Linked DNA regions of Zea mays: region 1 is linked to region 2. Evidence: chromatin contacts called from public Hi-C data. All regions are on one chromosome and are shown on one strand. The core of a region is the stretch at or near the end of the contact, and the rest is flanking DNA. Distances in the headings are between cores, read along the strand shown.

What was found. A called contact is a pair of places that touch in the nucleus more often than the background predicts.
Region 1: a Hi-C map of ear shows a contact between it and region 2, with 2.1 times the contacts expected there. The contact joins the promoter of LOC103633361 here to the enhancer-like site in region 2. A contact is called at or near these places in 2 of 25 Hi-C or Micro-C datasets (ear and tassel).

Annotation. Positions count from the first base shown.
Region 1 is chr7:170,311,725-170,315,636 of Zm-B73-REFERENCE-NAM-5.0, reverse strand. It overlaps LOC103633361 (putative zinc finger CCCH domain-containing protein 51), which reads left to right and starts at 2,598. Exons shown (of 8, transcript XM_035961139.1): 1 at 2,598-2,786; 2 at 3,687-3,912. The coding sequence starts at 3,697.
Region 2 is chr7:169,844,787-169,848,809 of Zm-B73-REFERENCE-NAM-5.0, reverse strand. No RefSeq gene overlaps it. Among protein-coding and RNA genes, the nearest start is that of LOC100272993, 75 kb to the right of the region's middle. Within about 2 kb of position 1,634, at least 18 of the 20 cell types and tissues checked have an H3K27ac peak or open chromatin away from gene starts, as enhancers often do. A contact at or near this core is called in ear and tassel, where this site is marked.

The sequences.
Region 1 (3,912 bases), core at 1,349-3,848, 470 kb before region 2:
ATTTCCCTCTATAAATTTTAAAATAGGACATCTTACTCCTTAGCTATGTAATACTACCTTTATTCTCGAATATTTGTCGCCCGCTAACTTATTTTTAAACTAAAATAAATAAAGAAAACAGAGTGAGTAGCTTTTAGGTTGACCCGTTGCCCATACAGAAGCGAGTTTCATAGTGGTTTTTTAGTTCGGAAACATGTGTCCAACACCTATAAGGCCATGTTCGTTTCATCCCCAAACCATGGGGATTGAGGGGGATTGGAAGGGATTGAGGGGGATTTTGACTTATAGGGGATTTGTTCCCCCTCAATCCCCATGGATTGACACAAAACGAACATGGCCTAAGGTGTTATAACCACAAAAAATGACTCTAACCTTATAGTATTTTAGAAGAATTTTAAAGATATACCAGAAGATGGTAAACCATAACAAAACATTCTAAGCTCATAAAATTATCTTTAAAAGAGTTCAAAGTAGATTTAACTCTAAAAAATATCACAAGAAATATAAAATGTCATCAAAGTATTATAATAAAGGTATAAATAAATTTTAAAATTTTACACAACAAAAACATGTGATACAATGCATTCATGCTCGTAGCATCTCGTGTTTTTGCCGTCACATTTTTTATTTTTTTCCATAGACATAGATTTTAATGCTTTACGTACCTTAAGCTTGTAATACCTCCTTTTAAAATTAACTAGATCTAAATATTTTTTCCATAAATAAACATGCATCATTATTTTAAATGGTACCTTATAATGGTATCATATATATATATATATATATATATATATATATATATATATATATATATATATATATATATATATTACAATATTACTTTTGTAGGATTTACAACGACTATGAATGATATTTATGTCATATTTGAATACGTCGATGCTAATAGTTAGTTGTTAAAAGTTAGTTGAAAACATGCAAACAATCCAACTAATATTTAGCTATTAGCTATTTTTAGTTAAAGGAATCCAAACATCTCCATCTAATAGTCCAACTAACTATTAGCTACACCCTCAACCATCAATTAGTTATTATTTGGTTTAATCTAGTTAAAATTAACTAATAGTTAGTCATCTAATTCAACTAGCATCTTTTTAGCAAGCTAGCTCTAGTGCAATAAATGGGGCCTTAGTATCTTGAGAATATGTCTAAGACAAAAAAATAGACATATATTTTTTCTGTTATTTTCTAGCGTCAGGCTCAACTTCTAACTAATAGTAGATAAGAATATTATGTTTTTATTTTCCATAAGATAAAAACACTATTCATTCATTGAAATGTGAAAATATAGATATGTCATGTGAAAGCATTCATATTAGGGGAAATTCAAATTTATAATTACTTATATGAATATTACGTTGAAAGTATGACATTTTATTTGATAGCTGTGGCCCGTGGATGATATCAAAGACACCACGTTAGGTTGAAGAGTTAGATATAACCGAGTCCATCCGTTTCAACATATACATGTTTTCTAAACGTGGAATATTTCTGCAATATGTTGTATCTTTACAGGGCCGGTCCTGAGGTTTCATGGACCCGGGGCGAAACCAAAAATTAGGGCCCTCAAAAAATTTTGACGGATAAAAGTCTATAATATATATACTTTCTTCTAAGTACATAAGCAAATTTTTGAATGATAAAAAACTATAATATATCAAAACAACTTCAAATCTTTGTACATATTATTTCAAAAATTTCTTTTAATGTTTCTTGATGCGAAGTAATTGATAATAATGTTGCTATCAGCCTCGTCTAATAATTTTTTCTCAATGTATAATGTAGCCAATCCGTTGAGACGATCTTGAGACATTGTTGACCTTAGTAGTTCTTCAACAATTTTAACTTTAAAAAGCTTCTCTAAGCCGATGCCACGGTCACAAGCACAGTAAATAATATCCAATAAGCGATTGAAATATTTGGATACAAATCTATTTGCCAAACATACTAAAAAAATCTCCATAAAAGACATTGGTATTTCAGGCAAACTTAACTTCAAAACCTTCAACTCAGATAGTAGATCATTTAACTCAACGTCAAAACTGTCCTGCGAAGAGAGACAAGTGGAACAACCGTACTAAACACAACACCTAAGATTATATATACATGTATATTACTTGGGGCCCTTCCAAAATCAGAGGCCCGGTGCGGCGGCTCTACTTGCCCCCTCCAGGACCGGCCCTGTATCTTTATGCTATAAAAAACGACCAAACTTATACGTTCACGAGTCCAACGCTCCTCTCCTCATTTGTGTCAGTCTCTGCTATTCTGTTTCACTCTGAAAACATCCAACTAGAATCTGAAACCAAACATTTACCGTCCATCTCAAATCATGGGTGATGTTTGAAGTGACAAGACGTCCCAGTGTTGAGATCCAAGAAGCATAGGGTGATAAATTGAGCCAAAAGAAGGCTAAGAATCAGAATATAAAGTTGAAGATATGAAATGATTAGTCTAGAGTGAAATTGGAACCAAAATACAATTTTAATAAAGACCAAAAAATGTTCATAAACGAAAATACGAAATTGAGGCCAAAACAGAAATCGAAGCAAGGCCGGGCGACCATATAAACCCTCGGCCGCAGGCCACCCGCCCGCCCCGCTCTACCTCCCAAGTCCCAACGAACCTTGCGGCCGGGGAATATCATTTATCGCCCGAGTCTGCAGGGGTGGGGACGTGGTGTACATCATTGCTGGTCATGCCCCAACAATCCCCCCTGTGTTCGTTGGTGTCGCGGGTGTTGTTGTTCCGAGATGGAGGAAAACGAGGTTAGTGCATTGGGACTACGAAAACCCCCTTTACGCTCCCTTGCCGTTTGCACCTCAGTTCTTGCGGCGGTTCTTGGAGAATCTGGAACAACAGGAGAGGTTTTAGTCGGTTTTTGGGTTTTGGAAGCGGATTCCTGAAGACATGGCGATTCTTGGTGGGGGATATGGTGGGTTGTCTCATCTTTTCTTTGTTGCGGAAGCTTGTGGGCGATTTGACACGCTTCACGGAGTAGGTTTCTGTGAGCTTTGATTCGCTTCTTGGAAACTGCGGTTCTTGATAATTGGTTCCTTCAGGCATGTCAGATATTTCGTTGGCGAATAGAATTGCTGATTCTGCTAGTCAGGACCAAATCCGTTAGTTTGTTCGTTCAAATATTTGGAGATTGGAATACGAAGTGGGGAAATGCGAGTTGTTGGAAAAGAACAGTCCTTAAGGGTATGTTCTGGCATGCTCGAGATTTTGGTGGGTCTGATGGAGATTAGAGTTGCGATTGACAATTCTGCTAGTAAATACCAAATCCCCTGTTTGAATTTGGAATTGCAAAATGGGTAAAAGACGAATTCACTGTTGTTCCGCATTGCTGCCGTGGCACTGCTTTACTCCTTTCGACTTCTGGCAAAGAATCGCCAACACTTGCTAACTAAGGCCAAATATGTTTGGAGTTCGTTAAGTTTGGAATCACGAAATGGGGGGTGGGGGGGTACAGATTTAGGCAGATGCTACTTCATTTCTAGTAGAGAATGATGCAATATTTTCGTTCTCACGTGCACTACTAACCCCCATTGCTGCCGTGGTACTGGTTTACATCGTGTTCATTCAACTTTTCACAAAACTCGCCTACTTTTGCATTTCCTTAATCTTGCTGTGCAATGAGTCCCAGTACCTTGTTCTTGTTGAAGGAAACAAAAAATGGATATAGAGGAGTGCAGGACGAGGTTGCAGGATAAGGTCCGCCTACTTCATCCAAAGAATGCCGAAGGGATCGTTGACTACATGATTGCAAACACACCACTTGAGAATATCAGATCATATTTGTTGACTGCCACAGATAATGTACTAATGAACCTATTTGAGGGTGCAAACCGCCTGCAAAATATCCTGAATTTGTCCGAGGAAAATGAGCCC
Region 2 (4,023 bases), core at 385-2,884:
TGCAGGCCGTGTGCTGACTGACCTCTGACCCTGGATTTCAACGGGGGGGCAGGTCGACATGGCTGCACGCGCGTTTTATTTTATTTAATCGGCTTCATCGAAAAGCCACATTATAGTAAGATCAGGATAAGTGTCTATCTATCTACTGGACCATGCATGCATGTTGCATGGGCGGTCCCGCGACGCATTTGCTGTTCGTAGTCGCACTTGGCTACGCCCCCAACATTTAAGGCGTGCCAAAGAATGCTGCATATAAAAGCCAATCCACCGCTGGTGTGGTGTGGACGGCCGCGACGAAATGGTCTAGGCTGCAAATTAAAATACGGACTCGTACTGATATCTAGGCCGTCTCTAACAACTATCTTATCTTTTATTTAAAACTTCATTCTATAAATATAGATTAATTGTTTGGTATTTAGTGACTAATTTTTAGTACCACCATTTTAGTTTCTAGCAGAAACCGAGATTGTTTGGTATTTAGTGACTAATTTTTAGTACCGCCATTTTAGTTTCTAGCAGAAACCAAATATCCCCATAGTGTAATCTATATTACACCTCTATTTTATAAATATGATGTGCCACTTGCGTGATACACAGCCATACAGTGGTTACCTCACCCACCATCTTCCACGTCCAGAGAAAACGGGTCTTAACTCTTTACTTGTATATTGATGTCTTCGTTACATCAGCTTTACGACACTATTAAGCAGCAGACTTCCCACGTCACGTTTAGTTTGATTGACCGGCTCTCGATTTTTTTTCTCAGACAATCAAAAGCTTTGTACAGCATCTCAAGTTCCTCTTGTTTCTTGCACAGGCCTGCAGCTGCCATTCCGCGGCGATCTCCATGCATGCGTTCTACTACTAGTCAAGGATTCCTGGCGTTTGCCATCCCTTGTGTCGGATTGATTACACCGCTGAACGTTCCACTACCGGCCCTGACTTGTTCGGCGACCGAGCTCACTGATGGAACACATCACCTCAGTTCCAGTACACTAGTGTACTACTGCTGCTAGTGTGCAGTGCAGCAGGTCAACGAGTCAACGGAGAGAGCAGAGGTCGCTGCAAGCCTGCAACGTGTGCATTGGCTGGGATTAATGAAGAACGATGACGAGGACGTGAATCACTGAAAGGATTATGGCCGGGTACAGCTGGTAGCGCTGCCACCAACCCCGAACCACCGGTCGCGACCAAAACGATTGTTTTCCGGCCAACAATCCGCCGGTTGCGCCACTTGCCAGCAATCCGTGCTATCGGATGCACGGTCAATCCGGTAACCACGTCAGTCAATCGCCATTTCTCGCAGGTCTCTCTTCCTCTCTCTCTCTCTCTCTCTCTCTCTCTCTCTCTCTCTCTCCCCATACGTACGCTTCCTGACGACTTGTGAAGGAACACAGTGACCAGTGAGCTGCTGTCGTGCCCTGCCCTCTGAGTCAAAATATATGTCGAAATCCACACACGCTTTATACGCTTGCGCAAGGTGACAGGCATTGCAATTTGACAAAAAGGCCAAAAGCCGTAGGGGGGGCTAGGGATCCGGGGATCCCGAAAGAAAGAAACTGGACGTGCGCGGGTTTTGTCCTTCTAGTGAGAGAGAAGTCAAAGCTCAAAAGCGACGGCCCGAGATTCCCAGCCCAAACCAAACCTGCCGGTGTCCCGGTGGTGGTGGTGGCCCATCAGATCGCCGAGATTGGTCAATGCACGGGCTGGAAAATCTGGCGCCGACGCCCACTTGGTTTCAGACTGACCTCCCTCCCAGATCATGCATCGGAATCTCCGGCTAGGTTTAACGTTACTGTCACCGTGTGTCATCGCCGACAGCCGACGGGCGGCGGCGGCGTCTTGTTTTTTTTTTTTTTACTGCAGAGCAAGTAGTAGCAGTAGTATTTCCTCTTCTTTCCTTTCCTTGGAGTGTGTTGGCGACAGATACGACCCGATGCGCGAGACAAGCGCGTCCCCGTTCGCTCATCCAGATATCTACCCGTACGGTGCCAAACAGGTCCACGTCGGCCGAGCTTTTTAATACCACGCCGCTGATCTCCAAAAGGCGGCAAACGAACGAATCAAAACGAATAAACTAGCTGAAATAGTATTAAATCGCATGGAGAAGTCCGACGCTAATCAGCGACAGTAACCGCTACCGGAAACGTGGGACACACAGAGATAAATTACACTGCACGCAGCCGTTTTATTCGCAGTCGCACAGAAGGTCCCGGCCCTGCATTTGAAAACAGGAGACGTGCGGCCCTGCGCTTGAAAAGCTAGAAAAAAATGTGCTCCTCTTCAGAAGCATACAAACTTGAAGTAACCATCAGATGATCGAAAGGCTGGGAAGAGAGAGAGAGAGATTTACACGAAGACAGAGACATGGACAGCAATGTGTGCCCTATGGTACTAGCTTAGTTCGTCCGTTTCCGATACTCAAACTACAGTAGATGGCTGCACAATGCGCAGGCGCAATACACTCTTTCCCCCATTCCGTCTAACAGTAAATTTAGTATCTAAGTTATCTCCTCTAAAATCCATCATAATATATATATATATTTTTTCATATTAGACCTATTTCATTCCATACATGTTATGTTTCAAAGTTTCAGTAAACTTTTTTTTTTACTGTCGACGGGGGAGGATCTCCCACCTGAAATTCATTGTACAAGGTCGTGGTTACAACGAGAGGTACATCGGCGTTTCCATCGAAGTTCAATAAATTTAAAAATAAACTAGGACAAACTCTATTAAAGTTGATTTATCTGGTCTTGTGAGTATATGTTTGAAACCAAGTACACTCACACATGTGGCCATTGGGCATTGGCCAAAAGGGTCCAGCGAAGATGGAGCACACAATTTTTTTACCGTTTCTATAGACAGGAACCCAGGAAGGTCTTATGGTGAAATGTTTTTTGTTTGTTTGTTTGTGTGTGTGTGTGGAAGCCGCCACAAATAAATTGGTAGCGCTGGGACCAATGCAACAAGTAGCAGGTTTGGCAAGTGACTACTACTACTACTAGCTTAGTCAACAAACACTCAACGGACAGCGTTGTACAAGTTTACTAGCTAGCTAGCTTCTTTGCTTTGTGCATTTTGATATAACAAAGCTAGACGGCTGCGCCGGCGCCAATATAATTATTAGTACACGGTTGAAATCTGGGCACATCAAGTGATGAAAACAAATACGGTGAGAAAGGCCATGCCGAGAGGAATGGATTTGTATCGTTTTCAAGACAGGATGGTCTCAGGAGGGAAGCCAGTTTTTTTTCCCTGGGAACCCGCCATAAATTAGTATTGCATTATTGTTCTGATGTGAAGTTTGCAGTAGAAAAGATAGCTAAAGTGTAGATAGAGTAGAGGGGAGATTGAGAGGAACCAAATTATTTGGTGTTTGCTCCTAACCCTCCTTATTCTTCACCACAGAAATGTGATATTCTCGCTGTGTTCTCCTGTCTATGACGGCCCGAGCGATCTTAGATCTACCTAAGGGCGTGTTCGTTTGTGCCGGATTGGTGGGTCGGAACGATTCCTAACCGGATTGCTTCTCTAATTTATATAAACTTTGATTAGCTGGAACGATTTCGGTTGCAATCCGACACAAACGAACAAGGCCTAAAGTGTGATCTAAATCGGCGTCAAAGATTTTTTTTTCTCTTTATCTGGTACAACAAAAATTAAACCTGTTCGTTCTTTTTAAGAGCCTATAGGATTTGGTTCCAGTTTAAATTATAAAAGTATTTGATTTAATTTTTGTTGTTCCTTTTCATACCAAAGGCGCAAAATTTTGTTTTTATGGGCTTGAGAAACGAAAAGGTTTCTCTGGGCCAAAAGAAACCGACGGAAGCCTAGTGAAGCCTTTGGCAGAAGACGTAGTCACTCGACAAAACTGAGCCATTGGACTTTTGTGCATGAGGATAACTCGGCCCATTTGACGTATCGGCACAATATGGAACCAAATTAAACCAAAATTTGGGCTGACGCTTCCCGTGGCCCTTTTTAAAATAAACAAAGAACGTACAATTTTGATCACAAGTG